2 separate regions of the Danio rerio genome follow, and region 2 is linked to region 1. A link is a contact called in public HiCAR-type data. All regions are on one chromosome and are shown on one strand. Each heading gives the region's core, a stretch centred on a gene start, on an enhancer-like site or on the middle of the called end of the contact. The rest is flanking DNA. Distances are from core to core; before and after follow the strand shown. Region 1 holds the start of rint1 (RAD50 interactor 1). Region 2 holds the start of cdkn1ba (cyclin dependent kinase inhibitor 1Ba).

What was found. HiCAR-type assays count read pairs that join an accessible place to other places.
Region 2: a HiCAR-type map of caudal fin shows a contact between it and region 1, with 4 times the contacts expected there. The contact joins the promoter of cdkn1ba here to the promoter of rint1 in region 1. A contact is called at or near these places in 3 of 18 Hi-C or Micro-C datasets (caudal fin, embryo and an unstated tissue) and 3 of 4 datasets of contacts at active chromatin or transcription factors (caudal fin, embryo and gastrula embryo).

Annotation. Positions count from the first base shown.
Region 1 is chr4:19,101,937-19,107,183 of GRCz12tu, reverse strand. It overlaps rint1 (RAD50 interactor 1), which reads left to right and starts at 3,121. Exons shown (of 13, transcript NM_001045003.2): 1 at 3,121-3,382; 2 at 4,977-5,218. The coding sequence starts at 3,158.
Region 2 is chr4:19,184,936-19,190,182 of GRCz12tu, reverse strand. It overlaps cdkn1ba (cyclin dependent kinase inhibitor 1Ba), which reads left to right and starts at 2,870. Exons shown (of 3, transcript NM_001013268.1): 1 at 2,870-3,569; 2 at 3,647-3,764; 3 at 4,191-5,247. The coding sequence starts at 3,119. The coding sequence ends at 3,759. cdpf1 (cysteine rich DPF motif domain containing 1) reads left to right here. Exons shown (of 4, transcript NM_001025527.2): 4 at 439-766. The coding sequence ends at 567.

The sequences.
Region 1 (5,247 bases), core at 1,872-4,371:
AAAAAAAATCTCCTTTAAACAGCACTTGGGAAATATCTGAAAAACAAGAATATTTTTACAGGAGGGCAAATAAATTGTCTTAAAATATACATATTAATACTACTACTTGTTGGGACCCTAAATACATTGTATTCTTCATCGGTAAGTTTTTTTTGGAGAAGAAAATGTATCTGCTTAAAGAATAAAAGTAAATTCATATCCACATTATTATATACAGTATATTTTACACTAGCCAGCCAAACATTATCCACATATCAATAGATCATAATGTGAATTGATATATGTATTATTTTTTTTACTTATTCTAACAACCCACGAACAAAACACAATCAGACTCACCAGTCTTCTTCTTTATCTTGGCTCTGTTGTACAGCAGAAGGCGCCCCAGTTTTCAGGATGCTGTACATAAACCTGAAGGCACTGTGTTTTGATGCTGACTGCCATGCTCAGCTGGACTGGTATAATGTGCCAGTTTAAGAAACATCATACAGCCGTTGCTCAGGCCAGAATTGACTTTGGCAAACACTCTGAAACCTCAAGATCCTTAACAACTTATGTCCTTTCAGCCATCCAAGGCAAGCAGAGCGCTGTCAAAGTCTTGTCAGGAAACCTCAAACCAGAGAAGTGTATCAAGGAGGCCTACAGACACTTGCGCCAGAGACTCCTGCGACTAAATGAGCCAAGAAATAACAGTTTGGCCGATTTATGTCTTGTGCACGACCACAATACCGGGATAAGACATGAAATACTGTATAACTGCTTTTACAGCACTAACCGTGGTGACAGCGGTGTCAAATGTACGCCAAACACAATGTTATCATTGCCACGCACAAATAAAGCAAATGTTTGTCAAATATCCACACATTTTTCGAATAAAGTGTAAATACAAAGGCAACTTTTTGGTGATATATCTTTTTACGCGTAAATTGGTCGTCGTATTAACTTCGTTTACATCTTATTTTGCGTTATTTGTGGCTTGGTTTCGTTATTTAAGATGGCCGCCTTAAAACTACCGTTACGTCGTTGTCAGCAACTAGTTGAACTTACATTTTCATAACAAAAAAAAAAAAGCGTGCGAATGTTGATAAACAAAGACGTGCCGCTTTGTTGTGGAAATAAATGTCTTCGTCCCCCTTGCCAGTCGCACAGAAATGACCACCAAAGCCTAAATCGAGCAGTTTGCGATTGCGAATTCATTTCGGACGCAGCCTCAGCTCATGAATGTTAATGAGATTACGTCAACGGTTATGATTTTTCGTGTTCAGCACAGCCGTTACGCAATTACGTGTATTAATATTCATGAGTTAACATTTTCATAATTATTAAAAATAAATCGCGATACATTTTGTTTGATTTAATAAATATAATACACTAGTTAATAGTCATATTAATCAGAGACAAAACAGAGCAGTCAATAACAAAAATAAATAATTTAATAACAAAAACAAACAAACACACTTTTCAAAAATACGCATAGCATCGTAGGATCTTTATTGGTGAAAGTCAGTAGTGAAAGTATCCATGGCAGTGGACTATAAGCGCTAAAGGAAACAAAAACATTAACATCAAAACAAAAGGAAAAGCAAGCAGCACGCCAAACGCTGCAATCATAGCTCCCTTGATGAGCCTCAGGTGAAGCAAGTGCAGTATATTGGTGCAGTTAAACGAAACAAATTTATTAAACACATATATTTATTAAAATACTATTCTAGTCGCCAAGCGTTTTTGGAAATTGAAAGACATACAATTACATTCAAGCAAAATATTGCAAAAAAATTACAACCTACAAAATGTCAACTAAGTTTTTTTTATTTGTCCTTCTCTTGATTTTTCCTTTTTTATTTGTATTTAATATTTTTTCTATAACATATAAATTTGGGTGTGCTAGTTTTTAGACCGTTATCATAAGTTATTCTGTTAGATAAACTTCAGATTTGGCTTCAGCATTGTCTAATCTGATGTATATGCACAAATATAATATTGTCTAGCTTCCTATAAAAATATGAATTTAAAAGAGAGATTTGTGATGGGTGTACTTATATATGCTGAGCACTGTAAATGTATATATAATATTTTTACTGTTTGCATTGTTTATTATAATCTAAATAACTGTTGTTTCCTATTGATAATTGTTAATTAATCAATAACCAATAAAATATTAATAAAATGTTCACATTTGTGAACTGTACATTTTATGCTAACACTATTAATATTTATATATTATATTTTGTTTTAATGTTTGATTAATTTATATTCATAATTATCAATTATCCATTTAATTAACATTAATCGCGATTCTAACCAATGCTTACTATTTTATCTCGATTATTAAAGAGGTAATGTTAAGTTAGTTTACCCAGAAATGAAAATCCTTTTACTCATCATCATGTTTAAAACCGGTTTGTTTCTGTTTTCTGTTGAACACAAAGGAACATATAATGAACAATGTCATTTACTTCCATAGTATTTTTGTTCGTACTTTGAAAGTCAAATGTCTGCTTTTTCCCCTGCATTCGTCAGAATATCTTGTTTTCTGTTTAACATTTTAAAACCACTTGAGTGTGAGTATATTATAAGGAAAAATTAATTTTGGGTTGCTGTGGATTTAACAAACAAGTAAGGTAAGCAGTGGCTTAGGGCCCCAAATACCCAGACATTTCTATAAATTATATAATGACATTTTCTATATTTTATAAACACAAATTTACCTTAATTAGTACATCTGTGCAAATGTGTCACCCCCACCCCCAACCATGGACCAGTCCAGCAGTCAAATCAGATGAAAATTTACTCTTAAAAAAAAATTAGTTAAATGATTTTTTGTTTAGTTGGGAATTTGTTTTAAGTAAACAAATCTTTTAAAATGTAGAGATTGCGTTAAGATAAAAATATGACAGCAAGACTGGGTTACATAAAAAAACACCTAAATGAACAAGTAAATACAATTTTAAAAAGTGTGGATATTACTATAGGACTTCCAGGTCCTGTGGCTCGAATGGTTAGGGTACCCAAATAACTACATCCGACCCTGATTTTGGGGTAAACAATTCCTTCAATAATTGTGGCAGAAATACGACAGTAAAAAATTGTGTGTTACACCTTTCTGCCACTAGAGGGAGCCTCAAAAACAAACTCCACTGATGACGTGTCGAGCAACATGGCAGCGCCTATGATGGAGCACAACAACCACAGTAACATGGTTCTTTCTGATCTGAAACTAGTAGACAGCACTAAATCTGACTCTCCTTCAGAAGATGGAAACCCTGAAGACGATATAGTTGCTCTTGTGCAGAAGGAGATCGGTGGAGATCTGAAGTCGCTAAAGAAGGTGTCTGGGCTTTTGGAGAAACTGACATTAGAGAACAAGCAGCTAGAAGAGCAGGTAAATAAAGAAAGAAATGCTCTGTACAAAGGATTTATTACGAGTTCATATATATATATATATAACGTAGAGTAGACGCTTTTATTCAAAGCAGCTTACAAGTGAAATGTTTTATATGTTAAAGTTTAAGACAAAATTCACCCAATACTGATCAAGGAATAGAAAAGATCATTCTGTCATCTGTTACTCCTCATTTTGTTACAATGCTCTACATAATTTTTTCCATGGAAGTTGCAAAGGATAAAATAAATAGTCCATAATGCTGGTTATTTAGTCCTCAGTGACTTTCACTGCATGTATGAATGTATGAATGTATGTATGTACCGTGCTCAGCATAATTGAGTTTTGAAAATGAATAATTTTATCCATTTCGCAGTAAATATAGGCAATGTATTTTGGTGCATTTAAACTAAACTAATTTATACAACAGATATACTTATTAAAATAATACTTTCATCATCAAACATATTGAGAAATTGAAAGATAATACGAATAAATTCAAGCAAAATATTGAAAAAAATACAACTTACAAAATTTCAACTAAAAATTATTATTATTTTTTTGCTTCTCTTGATTTTTCCTCCTTTTTTTTAAATTTGTATTTAATATTTTTCTATAACATATCAATTTGGGTGTACTAGTTTTTGGACCATTATCATAAGTTCTTTTGTTAGATAAGCTCCATATTTGGTGTATATGCACAAATATAATATTGTATAGCTTCCTATTAAAAATTTTAAATATAGATAAATATACATTTGTATGTTTGTTGTTAGTTAGTTATTTAGTTAGTTAGTCTATTAAATAATTCAAATGTAACCAAAACAGTTTAGCTTCCATCATTTCCCCCAAATCCCCTTTAGAATAAAAAGTAATGAAATAAAAAAGGAAATTAATGCAACATTTGTGTGCATTTATTGCAACTTAAGTCTTTTTGACTTATTATAAACAACGTATTTAACGGTTGTTTCATGTATTATTTTTATTTATTAATAAAATTTTATTTAATATTTTTAGTTTATTTAACTTTATTTTTATTTTTAAGCATTAATCCTAGATAATCAAAGTTAAAGGGATAGTTCATCCAAAAATAAAAATGTACTTATTAATTGTTATAAATAATTTAATAATTATATTAATTATATAGTATATAAATGTGTAACATTTATAAAATAAATATATAATATTTATAATATATATAAAATATATAAATATATAAGAATTATTATTATTAGTATTATAACTTATTTTTATAACTATTAAAACTATTAAAATTATTATAATTATAACTATTTACTCACTCTCAAGTGGTTCCAATCCTTTATGAGTTTCATCATTTTTCTGTTGAACACAAAGCAAGTTATTATGAAGAATGGTGAAAATGGGTAACCATTGACGTCCATAGTAGCACAAATACTATGGAAGTCAATGGTAACCAGTTTTCAACATTTTTTAAAAACATCTTTTTTGCATTGAAGAGAAACGGGTTGATGACAAGTGAATTGTAAGTAAATGATGTCAATAAGCATGCATCATTATATAAATCAGTTATACTGCTACAGGATGACTTATCTGTTGTGATTCGTACATGCAGGTGCAGACAGTGTCGTCTTCGGGGCCGCTGCGTGTGTCTGCAGCTCTGCGTGCAGCAGAGGAGTCTCAGAAGAAGCTGGAGTCTCTACTGGAGAACGAGAGGCTGTTGTCTAACAAACTGCAGCAGCATCTGCAGGGTGCACAGGTCTGGACTGACAGCATCGGGCAGGTCCTGGGGCAGCTGGACACATTAGAGAAACATATGAAGTACCTGCAATGCCTGGCACGTATTGAAGAGCTCAGGTAAATATCAGGGGGTTACGGCAAGACTC
Region 2 (5,247 bases), core at 1,621-4,120, 83 kb before region 1:
TTTCTTCCAAATGAGCTTTGAGCTGAGGCATAATGTAATAGTTTGAAAGTAAATCGCTTTTTCCAGCAACAGCTTTTGAAATGAATTGGTAAAGGAAAGTTTACTTAACGTCTGTTAAGTGGTGAAATGTATGAGTTAATGTAATGAAGATATTAGTGTAATCCTAAAAAAAGAAAAAGAAAGAAACGTAGTAAAAATGTAAGTTTGATGGGTTTTGTGTGAGAACTGCTGGATGCTGCATTTTGGCAAGAAAGAAATGGAGATGGAGGAAATGAGTAAGTGAAGTTAGAATGTCCAAAAAAAAAGCTAAAGCGTTTCCAAATGCACAATGAGCTTTATTCACATGCATCGTCTTGCCTTTAATGACTGAATTGTGTGCGTGTATAGTGTTGAAACGGTATAGTCACTAAGGCAGAGTTTTGTTCGTTTTACCCACAGGACTGCAGTTTGTTCTACACCAAGCGCTTCTGCTTGCCTTGTGTGCGGGAGCACCTCGATCAGTTTCCAGAGCAGGTTCAGAACGAGCTGCTGAGGAAGAAGAGCGTCCAGAAGAGCACGTCCTCATGATAATTGATTTCATGTGATTATATTCATTTATGATCAGATCAATGAAATGAAAGTGTGAGTGATGATAAAGTTTGATTTTGTGGTTGTGCTCGTATGAAGCAAGTTTGAGCAGCAGAGCATCTGTTGAATGTGACCGTTTATGGTGTTTACACAATATTTTGTAAGTGACAAGAGTGTTAAATAAATAGTGTGAAGAAGATTTTCTGACTCACTGCTCATGTTTCTACACACCACTTGTCTTAGTGGTCATGATTGGACAAATCACAGTTTTGTGTTTGTGTGTACCAGTCGTAGGTGAGCCTAGAACCCATTGCTGAATGATCTCCAAACTCCTGCACTACCCCTACACCAAAAGGAAGACCTGCACGACTCCAGCCTGTGGAAGCCTTGAGTGGAATGAGACTGATCTTCAGAAGCGCCGGTAAGAATATAAATAGAAGTTCCAACTCATCATAAGTGTGAGGAGATCTGTGGCTCAGCGGCATGAGCACTGGCACACCATGCCAGAAAGCGCTGGTTCAAGTACAGCAAGATCTCCGAACGAAGAGGAGGCATGGGCCACAGCAAAGACAGAAGGCTGGAAGGGCAGACGAATGGATCCATGGGGCCCCAGAGCGAAGCAGTGGAGTGGATGGAGACAGTCAGCGGTGGATCAGGTGAAGTCAACCAACGATGGATCGCACACACACAGAGGACTGGACCAAATCTGGAGCAACACAGCATGGAAGGACACAACAAGTGGTGAGATGACACAGCGGAGCATAAACCCAGAAACCACCCAAAGAAAGAAGAAGGGGGGGCCGTGACCGTGGCCCCCCCCCGAGGTTTCGGAGCGTTGATCCGCCGCGGTTATGCTTTAGAGTGTTCCGGAAGCAAGGCCAAAATTTGCTAAAAATTTGCTAAAAATGCCAAAAATGACTTAGTAAAAAAAATTTTACTGAAAAAAAATCCAAAATTTGCCAAGCCACCCTCACACAACCACCTACCTAAATATATATATATATATAAAATACACATAATAATAAACAATAATAAAATACTTGTTTTGTTTTTTTTCTCCTCCCTCCCCCTCATGAATATTTATAAAAGTAAACATTGCTAATTTTAGCCAAAAAAAATTGAAAATAATCTCCCCTTAAAAAATGCTGAAAACAGTACAAATTTCAAACTACCTGAACAATTTCTCCCCAAAAAAAATCTTTAATCAATTACATACATTACAAAAATTCCAATGCATAAAAATTACACAATCAACAGAACTCCAGGAACACATTTCCACATCCCAGCTACTGCACCAAAAAACGTCATGAACTAAATTTCATCCATTACAAAACCACTAGATGGCGACAAACTCATACTTAAAGCAATTGGCCTTTCCTACTGCAATTCAGTCAAAACCAGGAAAACTTGTAACAAACTTTCCTTCCCTGATTTGCACACTTTAGCTCACATCTTTCTACGCAGTAATTGTTGAACCATCGGACAAATTAGACAATTACTCACGACAAAGCAGTAACCATCAATTGTGTACAACTCTACTAATTACTTGTTTTACAGAACATGCCATTACCGATAAGGCACCAGCCAACTCAACTCACACTTGGCCGACATAAACGCATCGCACCAACCTTCTAAGAGTCAGTTCGATTGATCCCCCCCTTTATATCTATCATCTTCTACTACACTGTACGTCTACAGCTTTCACGTAAATGGAACTGGTCCAACAAAGTCTTGGAAAAAAAGGGTCAAAAATCATATTGCTTTTCTTCCATACAACCAAAACTCATTCTGCAGATGTGTTGCCAGATCACTACAGCTTTTAAACATTGACATATTCGCCGTTGTACCCGTTTAGAAAGCACACAATTTTCCCTTTTTATCATCTTTATTGATTCTCAGTAATGACTTTCATTAAATGATTACAAATGCATGGCAGGTTGAGCGTGCGCTTACATTTCACTCAGTGTCATCGTTAGGTGTTCACCATAACTCAATTGTGGGAATAAAACACCTCGTTTTGCCATGTACACACGTTTATCGAGTCTTCGCAAGCATGCATGACATTTCCAGGCAGGCGATTCTGACTTTCGCACTTGCTCTAAATCAAACCGTTCTTCTTCTAACCGCTTACAACTGTTGCTGACTTCGCTCGCACGCTTTTTAACCCTTTCTTTCCTGACTTTTCTTTTTCCTGCTGACGATTAGCGGACATGGCGACTCTGCTGTTTGTATAGTTTTTCGTCGATGGGCGGGGCGCGCGCTCCGACCTCCAATCGCGAGCTTCTTCTGTTTAAATAGCCTTCGCTGTCAATCTTTTTCCCCCTGCCAGTTTTATTTGCGATCGCCATATTGGGTGCTCGAACGACTTGTCTGTTTTCCTCGGAATTACTACGACGGGGATCGCCGTTTTCATGACTCGTTCGCCGCTCGCGCGCGTTCGCCTTTCCGCGTTTGTTATGCGTGCGCCCTGCGCCTCGCTCCGCGTTCTCGGGAGGGATTGCTCTTAGTTACGCCGCGTCTGCGATTCTCGGACAAACTTTTCACGTGCGAAATGTCAAAAGTGCGCGTCTCCAATGGAAGTCCGACGCTGGAGCGAGTGGACCCCAGGCAGGCGGATCACGGCAAGCCGCCTGTCTGCCGAAGTCTCTTCGGCGCCGTGGACCGCCAAGAGTTCGCCAAGGATGTACGGGAGCAAATGCGGGAGATCGAGAGAGCGTCCGCGGAAAAGTGGAATTACGACTTCGCCGAAAACCGACCGCTCGCGCCGGGCGACTACGAGTGGCAGGAGGTGGACGCCGACGAAGTGCCGGACTTTTACACCAGACCCCCTCGCGTAAAACGGCCCTCTTCGGCCGGGACTGTGGATCATAACGGGAACCACGATTATTTCTTGACGGCTCCCTCTCCGTCCCCGGAGAGCGGAGCGGGGAACTCCGAACGCGCGGACGCCGGGAACCGCTCGCTCAGCACGCCGAGGAAACGACCGTCGACGGAAGATCAGGGTAAATGTTTCGCGGCTCGGACGTCTCTCCGTTCGCGAAAGCGACCTTTTCTAACACCATCTACGTTCTCCCAATAGATGATCTTCGCCGAAGCAAAAGACCCAGCGTCCACGCGAGCGAGGCCGACCCCTGTCCGGACGCGACGAGCTCGCTCGAGCGCGCTCCCTGCGAACCGGACCCCAAAACGTAAAGGAGGTGAGTGAGTGAGTGAGTGAGTGAGTGAGTGAGTGAGTGAGTGACTGAATGACTGAGTGAGTGACCGACCGTGCGTCCCGTTCTTTTCTTTTGTGAACGGGAGAGCCGCTTGTTTTCTCACGCGCCGATAAGGTCTGTTATCTGACGCTTGAAACTCTTTCAAAAGCGAGGGCGCGTTCTGTCACCGCGCGAGTGACAGCGCGCTCGGATGGGACCCAAATGCATAACATTGTAGTAACACGTCAGCAGGTCTCTTGTAGGGCGTACGGGCGGGGGAGTAGGGGGAGGGGGTCCGGGTTCGTCATCCGCGCACAAACCTCCTCGCTTTATGTCTGTTTTGAGGACCGAACGTGCCTCGCGTGTGTCACATTTCAGCACATGCGTTTCCTTCGCTAATCTGCTTTCTCCCTCTTCTTCCCTGCACAGATACGCCGAGAAGCCCGCCCTCACCATCGACTACTTCGCCAGCCTTGCCAAGTAAACGGGGACAGACGGCGCTTCCAAAATACAAATCGAGCCTCGGAGGGGCTGAATAAGCACTGAATTTTTACACTAAACTTTTGGCACTCGACAGATTTTATATTTGCCTCAAAAGCAGACGATGTAGCAGTATGCGATTGGAGTTGCTTCGTTTCTTCTTTTACTACCTATGTATATATATATATATATTTTTTTTCTTTTTATAATGTAGCACGTTTTCGTTTCATGTTCATGTCAAAGCAAAACGCGATCCTTCACTAATCCACCGCGCTTCACTTTAAGAATTGCTGCGCGGTTTTTCAAACGCATCTCCCGAACGAACCGTTTTAAAGTAGCCCACATATCCCTATGGATGGATGGATAGATAGACCGTCTGTCAGACACACACACACACACACACACACACACACACACGCACACACACATTAGGAGCATCTTTCCACTGCTCTCGATTTTGCCTGCCTCACAAAATACACCTTAAGTGCTCAACGCTCGCCCTTGTTAAAGTTGCACAAATGTCATCGTCTAAACCGTTACTTTTCTTCTCACCTCATGTGACCTAACTACATTAAACCGCTTCGATAATTACATTAACGCGACTCATGTTTATTGGTACTTAAGCTCATTTTCTTTGGTTTTTCACACTCAAACACACCTTGGTCATGAGAACTGTGGCTCTTAGTGTGCTGTTAAACGTTTCGCGCTTTTTTACAGTATTATTATATTATCCTTGGGTTCTTCCACTAATTTTACTTTATTTATTTCGCTTCATTAGCATCCTCGTATCAATTTCTCATTAACTACAAATCCTACTGAGTACACGATACAACAGAGCAACTGTATTGATCCCTTGATTATTTTTTGCCTTTTTTACGTTCGTTGGCGTGTAGCTTTACGTTTCTATATATATATATATATATATATATATATATATATATATATATATATATATATATATATATATATATATATATAGTTAGTACTTTCTCTTAACACTGGGCCA